Linked DNA regions of Mus musculus: regions 2 and 3 are each linked to region 1. Evidence: chromatin contacts called from public HiChIP or PLAC-seq data. All regions are on one chromosome and are shown on one strand. The core of a region is the stretch at or near the end of the contact, and the rest is flanking DNA. Distances in the headings are between cores, read along the strand shown. Region 1 holds the start of Enox1 (ecto-NOX disulfide-thiol exchanger 1). Region 2 overlaps Gm1587 (predicted gene 1587). Region 3 has its middle 21 kb from the start of Gm30467.

Evidence for each region. HiChIP or PLAC-seq counts read pairs in DNA pulled down with a chosen protein or histone mark.
Region 2: a contact with region 1 is called in an H3K4me3 HiChIP or PLAC-seq map of bone marrow-derived macrophages, with 5 times the contacts expected there. The contact joins the enhancer-like site here to the promoter of Enox1 in region 1. A contact is called at or near these places in 17 of 39 promoter capture datasets (the HPC-7 cell line, HPC-7-derived erythroid cells, cranial neural crest and 11 more), 3 of 15 datasets of contacts at CTCF or cohesin (the NIH/3T3 cell line, large pre-B cells and pro-B cells), 5 of 484 Hi-C or Micro-C datasets (B cells, bone marrow-derived macrophages, embryonic stem cells and 2 more) and 17 of 115 datasets of contacts at active chromatin or transcription factors (the NIH/3T3 cell line, astrocytes, bone marrow-derived macrophages and 11 more).
Region 3: an H3K27ac HiChIP or PLAC-seq map of SST interneurons shows a contact between it and region 1, with 4 times the contacts expected there. The contact joins the enhancer-like site here to the promoter of Enox1 in region 1. A contact is called at or near these places in 16 of 39 promoter capture datasets (the C10 cell line, cranial neural crest, embryonic stem cells and 10 more), 1 of 15 datasets of contacts at CTCF or cohesin (pro-B cells), 2 of 484 Hi-C or Micro-C datasets (bone marrow-derived macrophages and embryonic stem cells), 17 of 115 datasets of contacts at active chromatin or transcription factors (the NIH/3T3 cell line, SST interneurons, bone marrow-derived macrophages and 9 more) and 3 of 9 other capture datasets (embryonic stem cells, liver and macrophages).

The regions. Positions count from the first base shown.
Region 1 is chr14:77,155,348-77,158,310 of GRCm38.p6, reverse strand. It overlaps Enox1 (ecto-NOX disulfide-thiol exchanger 1), which reads right to left and starts at 1,548. Exons shown (of 19, transcript NM_172813.3): 1 at 1,269-1,548.
Region 2 is chr14:77,793,944-77,796,906 of GRCm38.p6, reverse strand. Gm1587 (predicted gene 1587) reads left to right here. Exons shown (of 3, transcript NR_157389.1): 3 at 1,882-2,962. Among named protein-coding and RNA genes, the nearest start is that of Gm1587, 3.5 kb to the left of the region's middle. Within about 2 kb of position 1,411, at least 41 of the 459 cell types and tissues checked have an H3K27ac peak or open chromatin away from gene starts, as enhancers often do. A contact at or near this core is called in bone marrow-derived macrophages, where this site is marked.
Region 3 is chr14:77,758,338-77,761,300 of GRCm38.p6, reverse strand. No RefSeq gene overlaps it. Among named protein-coding and RNA genes, the nearest start is that of Gm30467, 21 kb to the left of the region's middle. Within about 2 kb of position 1,425, at least 1 of the 459 cell types and tissues checked has an H3K27ac peak or open chromatin away from gene starts, as enhancers often do. A contact at or near this core is called in SST interneurons, where this site is marked.

The DNA.
Region 1 (2,963 bases), core at 299-2,798:
CCTCCTTCCTTGGGTTCGTAAGCACCAGGGTCTCTGCCAACAATCCATTTCCCTTCTCCTTTCTTCACCTTCTTCAGATCCCTTAATGACCCTTCACTACTTCCTCCAAAGGACCAAACTCAAACATGCAGCCCAGTTTGCCATGAATCTCCTCTCGTGCATTCGTTTCCTGCATTCTCCTAAAGCTACTTTTAAAAACCACTACCACTGAACAAACATAATCTCAACAAAATTTAAATTTTTTAAAATGTTATAACAGTGGAAGACTGCGGAAGGGGGAGTAAAGCACAATGTGCAATTTGAAGGAATGATACTAGCCGGATTACATACACTGGGATGTGTATGCCATAGAGCTGGGTTTCCCCACCTGTCGACCCCACTTCCCCCATGTGCTCGCTGCGGGATGACAACCACAACACTCCAGAACCACCCCCTCCAAGGAGGCGGGGTTATGAGATCAACCAATCAGAGCCCGCGATCCCGGGTGTCCAACCTATGGGGTGGCCGTGGCCATGCAGGGGTAGGACATAGGGTGGTCCGGGAGGGGCCGCGTCCGTGGGAGGAGTGCACGTGTCCAGAGAGGCGGGGAACCCGCGGGCGTCCAGCTGCCGAGGCGCCGGCCGGGTGTCCAAGTCCGGCTGCCCAGTGCGGTCTTGGACTGGGAAAGGCAGGCGATCGCCCGCAGAGGAAGACCTGTCCTTGTGTCCAGTTCCCAGCGAGAAGGAAAGACACAAATAACAACAATAGTACCTCGCGCAGATCGGGCAGAGAGGAAAGTTTCTGGCCCGCGCCAGAGTAGAGAACGCCAAGGCAGGGAGATGCTATGCAAGACAGGAGGAGGACACTATGGGAAGAACGGAACAACCGGAGGGCTGCGCGGGCAGGACAGGGTCCCGGGTGCGGTCCCCGGGAGGCGAGCGGCGGGGTGCGCTGTCCAAGGTGCAGGGGAGGCGGTTGGTGCGTGGTAGGCGCGGAGCCCGAGCGGACTCTAGCCGGCCAGCGATAAAAAAGAGCGGAGTACATCTGTGTGGGGCGCTGAGCACCCCCGGCTCATAAAAGTGCGGGAGCCCGAGGAGCGTCGGGGAAGGGCGCAGGGGGCTCCCCCACACCGCTGCCTTCCAGCCTCACCTCCAGCTCCGCTCCCCTCCCCCCTCGCCCACTCCCCTCGGTGCCTTGTTCCCCGGCCACGACGGGGGCGGGACCGGGAACCCCCCATGGGCGGCGAGTCCCTACGCCCCGGGGATGCTGCGGGCCGCGGAGCCGCTTACCTGGGGCCGCGGTGCGGGGATTCGAGGCAAGCGAGCGCCGGGCGCGGCGCGGCTCCTCCTTGCCTCGGCGTCTCCTCCCGATCGCGCTTCTGCCGGACTCTGTCCAGGGCGCCGAGCAGCCAGACCCGGCTAGACTGCAGCCTCCGCTCGCGCCGCCGCTGCTGCCGCAGACAGAGGACGCCCCGTGGCGGCTGGAAGCCTGTGTGAGTAGCAGCGCCCGGGAGAGTGGGATCTGCTCAGGGGCGCTGGAGACTCCGCGGCTCGGGGCGCGCGGGCGTGCGCACGCGCGCCTGAGAGTGTGAGTGAGTGTGCGCGCGCGCGCCCAGGAGTGGGGGGAGTCGCGAGGGGCGGGGGAGCGAAGCGGAGAGATGCTCGTAGGGACCGAGGCAAAATTCGTCGCCCCCGGAAATCCGTAAAGCGGTGAAAGGATGGGCGGCCTGTCTGGCCCGAAGAAGCGACTGGCCCGGCGGAGAAACCAGATGAGAGGCGGCGTGGCGCGCTCGAGCTCCGGATCCCGGCCGATCTGGAGCCGGAGGAGCGCTCTGCCACTGATGCTGCACAAGTGGTGCCCACGGCCGAGGATCGCGCTATTCCCTCGGGGGAGGAGCTGAGGCGACTCGCTCGTGCCACTGCTGCCAGTTTGAATTTCTAGGCTGGACGTTCAGGGACTGGTCTTGGTACCCCATGGTTGCCATGGCGACCTTGAAGGCGCCAGGCAGGCGACCGGGGTGCGGGGGGGAACTCGGTGCGTGCAGTGGACTCCAGGATGCTGAGATGCACTGCTCAACCCGGCGCTGTCTAAGGTTGAGCCTGGGCACAGAGGTTTTACCCAGGGTATTAGGATGCCTCAGTGGTGGTTGGGATCGCTCCAGATGAAAATGTTACCTTTTTGTTCTCCTTGGAAGCCACTTTCCCTCAAAGTTAGCCACCTCCATATAGAAGTATTGGCCCTCTCTTTGTTAGGATTCTGCCAACTGTCCCGATACACAAGTAACTCAAAGCAAGCTGAGAACACCTTCATCACCGAGCGCTCTAACACCTTAGAGATTATGACTAAATCCCACTTATCTGTCCTATTCCTGAAAGGTACATCGAGCTGTTGGTATAGTTTTCCATGCTTACTTTAAATAAGCAGACTTTATTCACCCAAGAATTCCTTCCAGGAGTGTAAGGTCCGTGTTGCAGTTGTCATGCTCTTCTTGGCAGGAATCCTCAAGAGCGGGTTAGGGTTTGCACTTTTGCCTGCCCTCCAAGACTTGCACAGCGCCCCTGTACACTGTGTGTTCTCTATAAATGTTGAATGAATGACATTGTTTTCTAGCTTCACATATCCTGAAGGCAGAAACTCAGATGGTGGGAATGTCATTACCATCCCACTAGGCTTGCTTGATTTAAACGTATGCCAGTTCCCTGTGTGAAAGACTATTTTTCCCCTCGGGCTGCCAGGCCCCAGTGCAAAGAAGGAACATAGGAGAAGACTGACCCATTGTGCAAATTTACCAAAAGATTCACGAAAAGAGCACTCAGAAAGGAACTTGGTGGTATAATCTGCCTGAGCAAAGGATAAAGATCCTGGGGACACCTAACCTTCTCAAAAAAGGTCCAAGTCACCGAGTTGCAGATACTTGGCAGTTTCTACACTCCCTTCTACAGAAAAGGATAGGAAAGGAGGTGTTAAATCTGTCTGCCTCTAGA
Region 2 (2,963 bases), core at 162-2,661, 640 kb before region 1:
CATTGAAGAAGACACTGGTGATCTCTGGCCTCTACAGGCATGTGCAAGCATGTGCTTGTATAGCCCCACCACAGATTTACATATTTACAATGAACACACACACACACACACACACAATTATTTTTAAAGAATGGTAGTAACTTGCAGTACAGTGTCTTAGTGTTTGGGATGGTAGGGATTGCTGGAAGTATGAGGTCATTCTGAATCGCATAATGAGTTCCAGGCCAGCTCGGGCTACAGTCTGAGACCCTGCCACAAGAAATAAACCAAGAAAAAGCCCAAATGAAAGAATTGAGACACAAATACAGGATGCAGACATACTTCTGAATTTCAGAGCAGCTGAAATAGCGTAGAGCCAGAATCACAAAGCACACTACATGTCATCCAGTACTCGGGAGGCAGGGCAGAAGGGTTGGGGGTGGGGTACACATTGGAAAGGGCAGCCTTGCTACATAGCAAAACCCTGTCTCAAAACACAAAACAAAAATATTAATATAATAATGCTCCACATAACCCCTGGGACATAGTTGTACTCTAGGAGAAAGAAGTATATGTAAAATTCAAATTTAATTTGACATTTCATAGTTTGGCTTGCTAACTCTGACAACTCATGGATGTTGCAAACACAAGCACTTTCCTAGCCAGCCCAATTCTCTGATGGCCCTGATCTATATCTCACTATATCTGCTGTTCTGGAGCTTAAAACAGTCTGGAGACCTGACTTTGGGGGACCAGAATGGCAGCAGTGTGAGGCTAAGAGGGTAAAAGGCAATGTATGTGAGATGGGCTGGAACTTTAACAAGGACCCCAGCAGTGTTGTCTGTGTGCTGCCAGCAGGCCAGCTGGGCAGGATGCTGCACCAGGCTTTCTTTCTCTCTTCCCCTTTACTGGTTGAGGGACTCCTTAAGTCCCCCTCAAAGACCGAGGACACAAAAGGAAACCAGCAAGATTTTTTCCTTTCCTTAATGCCAGGCCCTGGAGAGCTGGCTTGCTTTTTCTTCTAAAATGCCAAGCTGGGCAAGTGGCAAACAGAACCACTCCAACCTTCACCCTTTGGGATTGTTTTTAAATATCTGTCTGTTGTAGCCAGCTTAGAATCTAGCTCTGTCTGCAAACCAGTAGAGGACACGCTTTATTGGAAGGGGCATTACTGTGAGCGCTGTGTGTCTTGTGGTGGTTTTCCTACACTGCATACTATTCTCAAGTTACAGATTCAGGGAGAGGTCCACTCAGGCTGTGAGGTGTTCAGAACCTGCTTTCAAACCCAGGACACTATTGTCTGCCCAAGGAACCAAATCTATTGCCAAGTGCGTACTAGGTTGTCATCCTAACTTGTCCTTTAGCGCTCATGAGGGGTGGACTCTTTTTGAGGAAGTAGTTCTGAGAAGTACCTCCCTCCTTGGAGATCTTTTCCTTCCTTCCTGAGCTATAGGACTTCCCCATGTGTGATGTGGGGAAAAGCCATTCATTTTTTCTGTGTCCTCCTAAGTGCACGAGGTCCTGAAGAACTGAGCCAAAGTTCCTCTTTCTACCAAGCGTTTCCCTTGCCAACATCAGTAACACCCACATCTCACAGCAAATCAACAAACACCCTCCATTGGAAGCAGCGTGAGGATGCCTTATCTGAAATGCTTGGAGCTTCAGAGCTGAGGGGGGAAAAATTAAGACTTAGAATCATTGAATACACAGTGTGATAGTTTGAGTGCTCAGAAAGTTTTAGATTTGGGTGTTGTTCGGACTTCAGATTAGGGATATTCAATTTTACTATTCTTAATTCTCTTTTCCACGAAGTCTGAAGAGAAAAAAAATAAACTAATGAGAGTTGGAGAGATGGCAGAATTGTCCCGCCTTACCTTCTCACCCAAGCTTCTTATCCTACAGCCGAGAAGAACATGTGGTCAATGAAGCTCTTCCTGGAAGTAGACAAGGCATTTCCCAGAATCCTACTTCCAAGAAGAAGCTCTGGGATCCTGCGTCATCCCATGCTGTGCCTTCCTCTTTGTGACCAAGTGCTGAAGCTTTGGCTGAGGTATAGGGACAGGCATAGCTGTGAGGCCTGGGTGGAGGCCTGGGGAAGTCTATAAATGGAGATTACAGCATTCAAGCCGCTTCAATCCTTGTGTTCTGCAGATCTTGGGCCCTTGGAGGGGGTTTATGACTAACCGTGATTGCCTGCTCCCTCAGATCTCACACAGGTCGTTTTTCTTACCAGTCCCATCTGGGGTGACTATGCCAGTATCTTTGCTGACAGAGTTGAATTTGGTCTGTGTTTCGATTGCACAAGAACAAAGCCTGCACTGTAGGAACAACTGTCTCGAGGGCACATCCAGAGCAGGCAGAGTTTCCCTCTCTCTCTCTTGTGTTCCTCTCTTTATTGCTTCCGTTCCTGTACATATTTCAGTGATGTCAGGATTTGGAATGGCTCTACCTTGAGGGGAGCCAAGAAATCCTGAGTGTGTGTGTGTATGTGTGTGTGTTCATGTGCATGAGAGTATATACTGGCAAGACCAAAGCAGTTTGATGTATATCAGCCTGGCTGTTTATTGATCCCATGGAGGTAAAGAAACAGATTGGAATCTCCTGGCTGTAAGAAATATAACCCTTGACCAGCTGCAGCCATTTTTCTGTCTCCTCTGGCCAAAACAAAACAAAAACATTCATTTAAAACTTCTCACCTGGGAAGCACTTGTTAAGAGTATTTCATGCAAATGTGTAAGTTTCTTGGGCTGGACTTGCAATTCAGATCAGGAAAAAAAAAATGGTCTTGCATGCTTATGTCTGAGCATGCATTTTGCAGGAAGCCATTTTGTGAACAAGCAGACGGATTACTTCCGTGTTCTGGGATGGTCGTGCCTCATGTGAGGTTTGGGGGTGGGTTTTGCTTCACTTTCTTCATAAGGTTTTGAAGCTCGGTGGCTAGGAAGTTGATGGGGTACTGTCCCTTGCTAGGGAAGAGGTCCTGG
Region 3 (2,963 bases), core at 176-2,675, 600 kb before region 1:
ACCCTCCCAACCTCTCCCTAATTGCCAGTTTCTTTACCTTTCCTCTGTCTCTTTAAGGAAAAGTCCTTGAGATGATGTTATTGTTACTGTTATTGCTTTGAGTCAGAATCTTGCTATATAGTCCTGATTGGCCCAGAACTCACTATACAGACCAGACTGGTCTCAAATTTACACTGGTCCTCTTACCTCTGCCTCCCAAGAATTGGGACTATAAGTACTCCCCACCACGCTAGTCTTTGGAGTTTTCCCCTGCATCAAAAATCTCAAGTATAGCATTTATAAATATTAGACTTATTTATTTTATGTGTTTGAATGATTTGCCTACATGTATGTATGTGTACCACATGAGTGACTAGTACTAAAGGAAGTCACAAAAGGGTGTTGGGTCCTTTGAATCTGGAGCTACAGATGGTTATGACCCACCATCAGTGTGCTGGAATCAAACCCAACTCGTTGCAAGTGCCACAAGCACTCCTAACCACTGAGCCATCCCTCCAGCCCCTAAATACACTGTTTTAAAAAGATGGTTCTAAAATGAACTCAGTTTGCAGCTTTCTCTGGTGAAGTCTCCCTGTTTCTACGTTGATGATAATCAATTGTAACAATCAGAAATGTTTTTCCATCTATTTGAGAAAGGATCTCTCTGCATTGTCCTAGCTGACCTGGTCCTTACTGTGTCACTCAGGCTGAACTTGAACTTCTGGTGTTGCACTGGCCTTTGCCTCCTCACCATGGATTAGAGGTGGTCACCACCATTAAGGACTCATAATTTCTTTCATTTTCTTTATGTATGTTTTGACTGTGTGTATGTCTGTGTGCTATGCGTATGCCTGGAGACCCTAGAGGTCAGAAGAGGTCATCAAGGCACTGAAACTGGAATTATGAATGGCTATGAGCCATCATATAGGTGCTGGGAATCAAACCCAGGTCCTCTGAAAAAGCAACAAGCATTCTGAACCACAGAGCCATCTCTCTAGACCCAATCAAAACATTAAAATGGATGCTAATAACAAAAATGGCTAACAATTGCCATTGGCCTGTTTCATTTATAGTTTATAAGATGTTTTCAAAGTTCTTATTATTCCATTAAAAGGCAATTCCTTCTTCTGTTTACACTTGGAAGGTTTACAGTGTGTACATGTGGTGTCGCTTTATGTGGCTCTGTGATGCTCCCGAAGGCTCCACAGGAGACAAGGCCAGGATCAATTTGTAGACAAGGTCATTGGCATAGCGTCTATTGATCCTGAGCCCTGGGCTGGAAGCTCCTGACATGGGGCCACCATGACAAGATATTACAGTTGTCTTGTCTCAGTGAAGACAAGTATTGGATTTCTGAAAATTCAGAGAAAGGATAGGCTTGTCTTCCTCTGGGATCATTGGGTAATTTCTCAGCATGTCCACAGCCCAAGCAGAATTGAGCCTCTGACGAATCACACTGAACATCTGCAGCTCAAGCAGGAGGAAATCTAAACAAAGAATCCACTACCTCTAAGTACACAGCCTTTTTCTTTTTAAGAACTAATTCATGGTACACATTTCCGTACACCTTCCAAGGCTCATCTTTCCTTCCCTGGACCCTCTATATCTTAGTAAATCAAAGATCCACTGACAGGAGTAACTGCATTCAGTGGAAGAGCTTGCTTCACCCACTTCACCAGGAGAAGCCATTTATATTTTGTGCACATATGCCTGTACATCCATTTGATATTGCAAACCAGCAAATAACAGCAGCACCTCTAGAGCCATGCAGAGGCTAATGGGTCAGGTGGCCTAGTGAGGAAGACAAACGAGGATCATCTTGTGAAGTCATTAAATGGATTTTTCCTTAGCAGCAGCTGCCTGTGGCTGCAGGCGGCTCAGGTTTAGGGCTTGAGCTAAGCCTGTGCTTACCGCATCAAGCATCACCAGCTCACCATTGCATGGATCTTCACTTTCTGGGGCACCCTGCCTTAACTGTGGTGGGAAGACACCAGAAGTCCAGGTCATGGACCGGTTATCACCCACACTTTTCAGGCTGGCCCAGAAGAGTCATTGAAAGGGGACACTCTCAGGAGTGTCCTCAAGAATCTCACCGCTGTCAACTTTTAACACACTACAGTGTCATTGCATTTCTTTTCAGTGCTAGAGATTAAACTCAGGGCCTTGCACATGCTAGGCGACTGCCATCTCACCGAGCTTCATGCCAACCTCCCTGCTTTATAGAGAAAGAAAGTGTATTTTCTTGTAGATTGGACTCATGGTTGAGGCCCCTGTAATGAAAGACAGATTAACAAAAGACCAGGAAGCATATATTTAGAAGTTTAATATGTCATAGGAGCTTCCCTAAGGAAACAGGGACTCAAAGAATTGGTTAAACCTGAATTTTTTTTCTTTTAATGGCAGGCTTGTTTGGAGCGGAGAGTCATGGAGATATGTCAGAGGATAAAATGTATGGCCTAGTGGTAATACCCTAGGTGGGTGGTTAGCAAGACCCATGTGTCCAAGGTATTCACGTTTCTATATCTTTGAAGGTACAGGTGTTATTTTCTTGGAGGATAAGAAGGTCACCTCTCCCAGGAGGTTCTTGTGACAACTTTCACAGGAAGAATAGGAAATATTCCCTGGGTCAGCTGACCTGCTTTAGGGGGGAAAGGTGGGGGAAGGTAGCAGGGACCAACCTGACTCCGAAGTTTTATTTATTTCATTTTAATTTTTTTGAAATTAAAATATTACATCATTTCCCCTTTCCTCCCTCCAATTCTTCCCAGGTAACCACCACTACCACTACCATCACCATTATGTGCTCGCTCTCTCAAATTCATGTCCTTTGATCTTTTTCCTTCAGTTGTTGTGATTACAGTAGGCTCAGTCCATATAATGTTACTTGTATTATGTAATTTCAAGGCTGATAACTTGGCACTGGATAGCAAGTAGTGGGGCTCTTCCCTGGGAAGGCTATTTTCTCCCACTCTGATGCTTTCTTT